2 separate regions of the Mus musculus genome follow, and region 1 is linked to region 2. A link is a contact called in public Hi-C data. All regions are on one chromosome and are shown on one strand. Each heading gives the region's core, a stretch centred on a gene start, on an enhancer-like site or on the middle of the called end of the contact. The rest is flanking DNA. Distances are from core to core; before and after follow the strand shown. Region 1 overlaps Clip2 (CAP-GLY domain containing linker protein 2). Region 2 overlaps Gtf2ird1 (general transcription factor II I repeat domain-containing 1).

The links. Hi-C and Micro-C count contacts between places; a contact is called where the count stands out from the background.
Region 1: a contact with region 2 is called in a Hi-C map of cerebral cortex, with 2.3 times the contacts expected there. The contact joins two enhancer-like sites. A contact is called at or near these places in 2 of 15 datasets of contacts at CTCF or cohesin (CD8 T cells and embryonic stem cells), 8 of 484 Hi-C or Micro-C datasets (the HL-1 cell line, bone marrow-derived macrophages, cerebellum and 5 more), 6 of 115 datasets of contacts at active chromatin or transcription factors (Th17 cells, embryonic stem cells and stem cell-derived neural progenitor cells) and 2 of 9 other capture datasets (adipose tissue and liver).

What each region holds. Positions count from the first base shown.
Region 1 is chr5:134,490,280-134,493,754 of GRCm38.p6, reverse strand. It overlaps Clip2 (CAP-GLY domain containing linker protein 2), which reads left to right. Exons shown (of 17, transcript NM_009990.3): 15 at 1,351-1,536; 16 at 1,800-1,862; 17 at 2,963-3,475. The coding sequence ends at 2,974. Among named protein-coding and RNA genes, the nearest start is that of Gtf2ird1, 35 kb to the right of the region's middle. Within about 2 kb of position 1,739, at least 169 of the 459 cell types and tissues checked have an H3K27ac peak or open chromatin away from gene starts, as enhancers often do. A contact at or near this core is called in cerebral cortex, where this site is marked.
Region 2 is chr5:134,422,236-134,425,765 of GRCm38.p6, reverse strand. All of the region lies in intron 1 of Gtf2ird1 (general transcription factor II I repeat domain-containing 1), which reads left to right. Among named protein-coding and RNA genes, the nearest start is that of Gtf2ird1, 33 kb to the left of the region's middle. Within about 2 kb of position 1,630, at least 29 of the 459 cell types and tissues checked have an H3K27ac peak or open chromatin away from gene starts, as enhancers often do. A contact at or near this core is called in cerebral cortex, where this site is marked.

The sequences.
Region 1 (3,475 bases), core at 490-2,989, 68 kb before region 2:
GAGCTGGTCCCACCTCTTTCCTTTCTGTTTCACATTTACAGCCCGATGTTCCAGCCGTCTCTGGCCACCTCTGGCATATGGATTGGGTGGATCAAAGAGAATGGGCCTCTTTTTACCCCCACACTTTGGGGCTTGGGGGTTAGATGTGTTGTTTCTGGCCCTGGAGGGATCCATGGGTTAGGCGAAGGTGGAATAATAAAGGATGCTTAGAGAGCTGAGAGGAGGTGACTCAATTGATAGACTGTGTGAGTAGAGCCCTGGGTTCTGTCCCCAGCACTACGTAAAATCAGATGTAGTGTCCTGTGCCTGTAATCTCAGCACCGGGGATGTGGATGTAGGAAGATCAGATGTTCAAGGCTATCCTCAGCTACATAGCAAGTTCTATGCTAGCCTGGGCTACATCAGACTCTGTATCTGAAACAGAGCTTTTTAAGCCATATGGGACCCATCTGGTTTCATATCTGCTCCTAGGTATGGGGTTATCAGGCCTAGCTGCTCTGCCAGTGTTTTGTGTCTGGCTGGTTAAATGCCAGCTCACATGTGCACCACAGGGTACTTGTGGCCTCTATGACTCTGTGCCACAGAAGGAGACAAAGACAAGGCAGATTTCCCAGAAGTGTTGGGCACAGGTAAAGGGAAGCTCAGATTTTTACCTGGAGCTCTGTGCTGGTAGACCAGCCCCGCACTTGGAAAAGCATAGTGGAAAGCTAGAAGATACATGAAAAAGCGCTGGGCGTGATGGCGCATGCCTTTAATCCCAGCACTTGGGAGGCAGAGGCAGGTGGATTTCTGAGTTTGAGGACAGCCTGGTCTACAGAGTGAGTTCTAGGACAGCCAAGGCTACACAGAGAAACCTGTCTCAAAAAACAAAACAAAACAAAAGATATGTGAAGAGTATGGGGCCCTGAGAATCAGGGAGATCTGCACAGAAACTCTGAGCTTGGCCTAAAGGCCCAGGCTGGGCTGAGCATTAAGGAGACGGGGCCCGACACGAGTGTCTTGGAATGCTTTGGTTGGAGACCAGAGTGGGGTGTGTGGACTCTAACCATTGTGGTGGAGGAGAGAGGAGACACTTGTAAGGAGCCAGGCTCAGTTGGGGGAGGGGGGTGTCACATGGACTTGGAAGAGAAAAATAGTGGGTACCAGTTGACTCTGGGTTAGAACAGAAGGGCTGCAGTAAGGATGGAGTGGTGGGTCTTAGGTTCTAGGGCTTGAAGAAGTTGGAAAGTGAACTCTGGGGGAGGGAGGTCCTTGTGAGGCACAAGCTCCACTTAGAAAGCAGGCGGGGCCTGATCCGTTTCGTTAGCACCCACAGGGGCAGGTCACACTTCCACACCTCCACCCTTCCAGGACAAGGAGAAGTCCCTATCAGAGCAGAGACGCTACTCCCTCATTGACCCAGCTTCACCACCCGAGCTGCTGAAACTGCAGCATCAGTTGGTGAGCACGGAAGACGCCCTGCGGGATGCGCTGAACCAGGCCCAGCAGGTGGAGAGGCTGGTGGAGGCCCTGAGGGGCTGCTCAGACAGGACTCAGGTGAGCACACGGGGCTGTAGCCTCGGGAGCCCCAGACCCAAACGGGAGGTGGCTCTATCCTGGGGACCCCAGTCTGAAGGAGGGTGTCCCCGTCCTTGAAACCCCAGTCTGAAAAGGAATTGCTGCCCTGGGAGACCCAGTCTAAAGGACTTTGGTTTCAAGTCTGCTGGTCCCATCCGGAAGATCCCTCCCCCTTGTGGTTATGTGTGGAATTGCATCCTGGCCGCCTGCTCAGTAGCTCCCCCACTCTCCTCCCCTCACAGACCATCAGCAATTCCGGTTCTGCCAACGGTATTCACCAGCCAGACAAGGCCCACAAACAGGAGGTAAGTGCGCCAGCAGTCTCTAAGTCACCCAAGCCGGCAGCCTCTGAAAAAAAAAAATCCCCCGGAAGTCACTAAGTATACAAAGGAACAAGAATGCTTTGTGTGTGTCTGTCCTGTCCCAGCTCGCTTGTTTGCTTAGGAAGATTCTAGCACTGGTATATCCCATCCAGGAATAGTCCTGCTTGCTTTTCTTTCTTTCTTTCTTTCTTTCTTTCTTTCTTTCTTTCTTTCTTTCTCTCTTTCTTTCTTTCTTTCTTTCTTTTCTTTCTCTCTCTCTCTCTCTCTCTCTCTCTCTCTCTCTCTCTCTGTGTTTTTGTTGTTAGTGTTGTTTTGTTTTTTTCCTGTGGTTCTGAGAATGGGACCCAGGGCCTTAGCATTGACTACACCCCAGCCCCTCCCTGGGAGATTTTAGGCAGGGGCTCTACCACTGAGCCATGCCCCCAGCCTCTCACTGGGGGATTCTAGGCAAGCCATCTATTTCCACAGTCCTTGCTTTTGGGAGACATAGTGTCCCAGTTTCCCAACTCTCCCCTCCTGCCCCAACCCCCCCCCCCCCGGCATCCTCCCATGTCCACATCCGTGACTTACTTAGCACCTGGTCTAGAAACATCCATGTCCCCAGCTAACTGTGTGACCCAGGCAGAAGAGGCTGAAGTGAAGAAAACCACAGCTTGCCCCTTGGCTTTCCAGCTGTTCTGCATTTAACGAGGGCCAGGCTTGGGAACAAGGGCCTTTGAAGGCCATTCCTAGCCAGGTAGCCAAGGACCAGGCAGCTGGCGGAGCTGATGTGGGCAGGGTTGGCATGGCAGAGTAACCACTGCCCTGGGAACTGCTGTCCAGACCACATAAGGGTTTGTTTGCCCAGCAACATTGTAAGAAACATTACTACCAGATGTGCAATCAAGGCTTATGTATAAGTTCATACTTATGCAAAGCCATCCTCTACAGAGATACTTGGATTTCCTTGTAGAATTCCTTTTCCTGCCACAGGGCCTTGACGCATGCTGTACCCTCTACCCAGCTCTCTTCCTCCTTGTCCCTCCCTCATCTGTCCATTCATTCTTCCTAACCCTTGATGCCCAAGCCCTTGTTCTCTCTAGGACAAACACTGACCGCAAGGGACACCAAGGACCGACCCTACTCACACCAGAAGCCCTACCAGGCTTCCCAGCAGCGCCACCTTCAGGCAGGAGTCAGAACTGTCCCCTTGGAGATGTGACTGTGTTTGTAACAATATTGTCCTCACTGCCGTGGACACGTGGACACGTCCCACCTGAACCCCCTGCCGGACCAGGAGGCTCCCACAGACACGGCCTTCCACAGAGCGCGGTACAGCTGGGCCCAGCCCTGGAGAACCTCTCTTGTCCCAAGGAGCTTCGTGAACTGGCAGAGGCTGAAGCGATCCAGTTGGGCCTCTCTTGACTATAGCAGGCTGCTGCTGCGGCTTGTCTGGACACCTGGGGACTTCCCCGCCTCCCTTCCCTTCTGTGTCCCCAGGTCCCCCGCAGGCCCCTGAGGGATGGAGCAGGGCCCCTGCTTGGACACAGAACACACCAAGAAGGGCTTCAGAAACTAGGGAGGGAATGCTTGACTCCACGCATTGAGCCCCTCCT
Region 2 (3,530 bases), core at 381-2,880:
GGGCCATGTGTGTTAATCAGTTGTTCGATACTGTGACAAAATACCCAGAGAAACTATTTAAGGGGAGGAAAGGTTTATTTGTGGACCCACAGTTTCTAAGGTCTCCCATTCCACGGTCTGCTGGCTCCTTTCTTTTGGATCTGAGGTGAGGCGGAGCGTTGTGGTCCTGGAAGCAGGAGGTGTGGGGATGGTGGGGATGGAGGAGGAGGCTGCTGGCCTTATGGCATCCAGGAAGCAGAGAAGAGAGAGGGAGAGGGGAAAGTCGGGGGAGAGGAAAGAAATGAGATACGTCCATCAAAGTCCAGGCCCCAGTGACCCACTTCCCCCAACTAAGCCCCACCTCCTAGCCCTTTCCGCTGTGACCACTCAGTGGGTCACCGATGTTGTACCCTCAGCATCCCACCACTCTTCAGTAGCATCATCAGCGAGGAAGACTTCAACAGACAAAACTTGTGGGGAGACACAATACTGATAAGTCACAGCACCATCCGGTTCTTCAAACTACCCCTACCCCTCCCTTTTTTTTTCTCTGAAGACGGGTCTTACTGTGTAGCCCTGTATGGCCTGGAACTCACTGTGTAGACCACACTGGCCTCAAGATCACAGATCTGTGCCCCCCACCCCTCTCACATCCCCCAGTGCCATGATGAAAAGCAGGAGTTATGTGGCTTTGACCAAGCTTCATCTTCAAGCTACCTGTTCTGTGTGAGGTCTCCTTGTAAGAATATGGCACCCAGGAGCAGGCCGGTCTCTGTGAGATTGAGGGTAGCCTGGTCTATAGAGTTTCTTTGGACAGCCAGGGCTATACAAAGAAACTCTGTTTCAAAAAAAAAAAAGTGGCGCCTTTAATCCCAGCACTTGGGAGGCAGAGGCAGGCAGATTTCTGAGTTCCAGGACAGCCTGGTCTACAAAGTGAGTTCCAGGACAGCCAGGGCTACACAGAGAAACCCTGTCTTGAAAAACCAAAAAAAAAAGTGTCAAATGCCTTTAATGCTAGAGTGAGTTCCAGGACAGCCAGCGCTACACAGGAAGCCCTATCTCAAAACAAAACAAAACAAAAACAAATGGGCTATTGCTGTAGTTAAATTGGTTGAATGTTCAGGAAGCCTTGGATTCTATTCCCAGAACCACATAAAACTAGGTGGGGGTCTATAATCCCAGCACTCTGGAAGAGGAGGCAGGAGAATCAGGACTCCAAGGTCATGGCTTGACAGGAGGAAGCTATAGCAGCATAGTAAGCCCTTGGCTACATAGTGAGTTACAGGCCAACCTGGGGAACAGTCTCAAAAAAACAAAAGAGGTTTTTTTGTTTTTTTTTTAATTGCTTTGTTTTGTTTGTTTGTTTTTGAAACAGAGTCTCTCTGTGTAACCCTGGTTGTCCTGGAACTGGCTGTGTAGACCAGGCTGACCTCGAACTCTCGGAGATTTGTCTGCTTCTTCCTCCTGGGTGTGGCTTACAAACGGTACTAATGTCCATGAGATGTGTGCTTGTGCTTAGTTGATCCAGAATTTGGGAAAGATCGGAGGACTCTGAGATTGTCTGCCCTTCCCTCCCTCCTGTTGGCCAGTGCAGACCAAGCAGCGTGAGCCATGGGGCCATCTGCCAAGGCTGTACTTCCTTGCCATTGACTGTCTTGGCTTTGGGCCCCTTGGGTGTCCTCAGTTCTGTGGCTCTGCCCTGATCTCTGTGCAGCCCATCAGCCTGCCGTGTTCTTTTCCAGTTGGGATGTACTTTGTATTTTCATTGTACCGTGTTTATTTATTTGGGGTGTGTGTGTGTTGGCCTGCCCAGGCATACACATACACATGCAGAAATAGCTCATTTTGGCTAGGCTTGCCTTGGATCCAACTGTCTTAATCTCCTAATGCTGGCAGGCGTCACAGGCACGCTCAGTCACACTCAGCTTTTCAGGTAGGCACCAGGGATTTGAACTCAGCTCTTCATGCACTGGGTTGTTTTGGACCCAGTTATGTTAGTTATGTTATAGACTGGGTTGTTTTGCCCACTGAGCCATCTCCCTAGCCCTGCAGGAGTTAGCCACGAACTAACTCCCTCTCAGGTGCTGGGATTATAGCCGTGCTCTCCCATGCCCAGTGTGTGTAGGCCTGGGTTGGAACCCAGAGCTTCATGGGTGTGGGAAAAGCGCTCTACCAACTGAGCCACTATCTCCTTTTTTAAATTCTGACTCAAGGATGACCTTGAACTCTTGGCAATCCCCCTCAGCCTTCAGAGTGCTGTTGTTACGGGTTTACTACCACAACAACCTACGTCCGAGGTGCAAAGTCTTTTGTTTTTAAACCTTAAAAAAAGAGAGAGAGATTTATTTATGTACATGAGCACACTGTCACTCTCTTCAGATACAACAGAAGAGAGCATCAGATCTCATTACAGATGATCATGAGCCACCCCGTGGTTGCTGGGACTTGAACTCAGGACCTCTGGAAAAGCAGTCAGTGCTCTTAACCGCTGAGCCATCTCTCCAGCCCCTTCTTTTTATGGTCCTGGCTCTTAAAACCTTTCGGGCCCCCTCTTCCGCCATGTTTCCTGAGGCTCAGGTGCAGGAGTTGTGTGGGAGCTGTATCTGTTGGGGCTGAGCACCCCAGGATCAGTTATTTTTGACCAGTTGTGGGTTTCTGTAATGGTCTCCAAATTCCTGTGTATGTCTGTATCTATGTCAGTGTCGCATAGGTGTTGGATGCCCTGGAGCTAAAGTTCTAGGCAATCGTAAGCAACTGGATATGGGAGTCTTCTGTGACAGCGGGAAGCCCCCGTAACCACTGCACCGTCTCTCTCACAGTCCAAGTTGTCATTGCTAGTTCCTTAAGTGTTAGATACCCAGGAAAAGTCAAGCAGGAATTCTGGGCTGTGGGGATTCAGTCAGCATCAGTGGCTAAGCTCTTAGCCTCAAGGAGTTCAAGAAATCTGTCAGGAAGCGTGTAATCAGGTCATTTCAGATCTCAGCTGGTTCTGGAGAGAACGTAGGAGAGCCCGGGCTTAGTACCTGGGAGGTGCAGGCCGGAAGATCAGGAGTTCAAGGTCATCCTGGGCTACATTCGATTTAGAGGCCAACCTGGGCTTGCTGACTGTGTCACAAAGGGAAAATCCATAGTAGCTGGGCGCACTCGGGAGGCAGAGGCAGGCAAGTTTCTATGAGTAAGAGGCCAGCCTGGTCTATAGAGTGAGTTTCGGGACAGCCCTGTCTGGCAAAACAAACAAGAGACAAAGCCATAATAAAATAAAAGGGAAGATGGGGGTGGTGAGGCTGAGCTGCGAGCTTGCTGGCCCGACAAGGGCGTGTCTGAGGGGGGTGGATGGAGAGGCAGCAGGTGGCTCCCCTAGGCCTGGAGACAGTTCAGGAGAGAGAGAGAAAGAGAGAGGGAGGAAGGGAGGGAGGGAGGGAGGGAGGGAGAGAGAGAGAGAGGGAGAGAGAGAGAGAGAGAGAGAGAGAGAGAGAGAGAGAGAGAGAGAGAGAGAGAGAGAGCAGGTGAGCCCAGCTTCCGCAGTGCCTGCCTTGGTCACAGGGATGTTG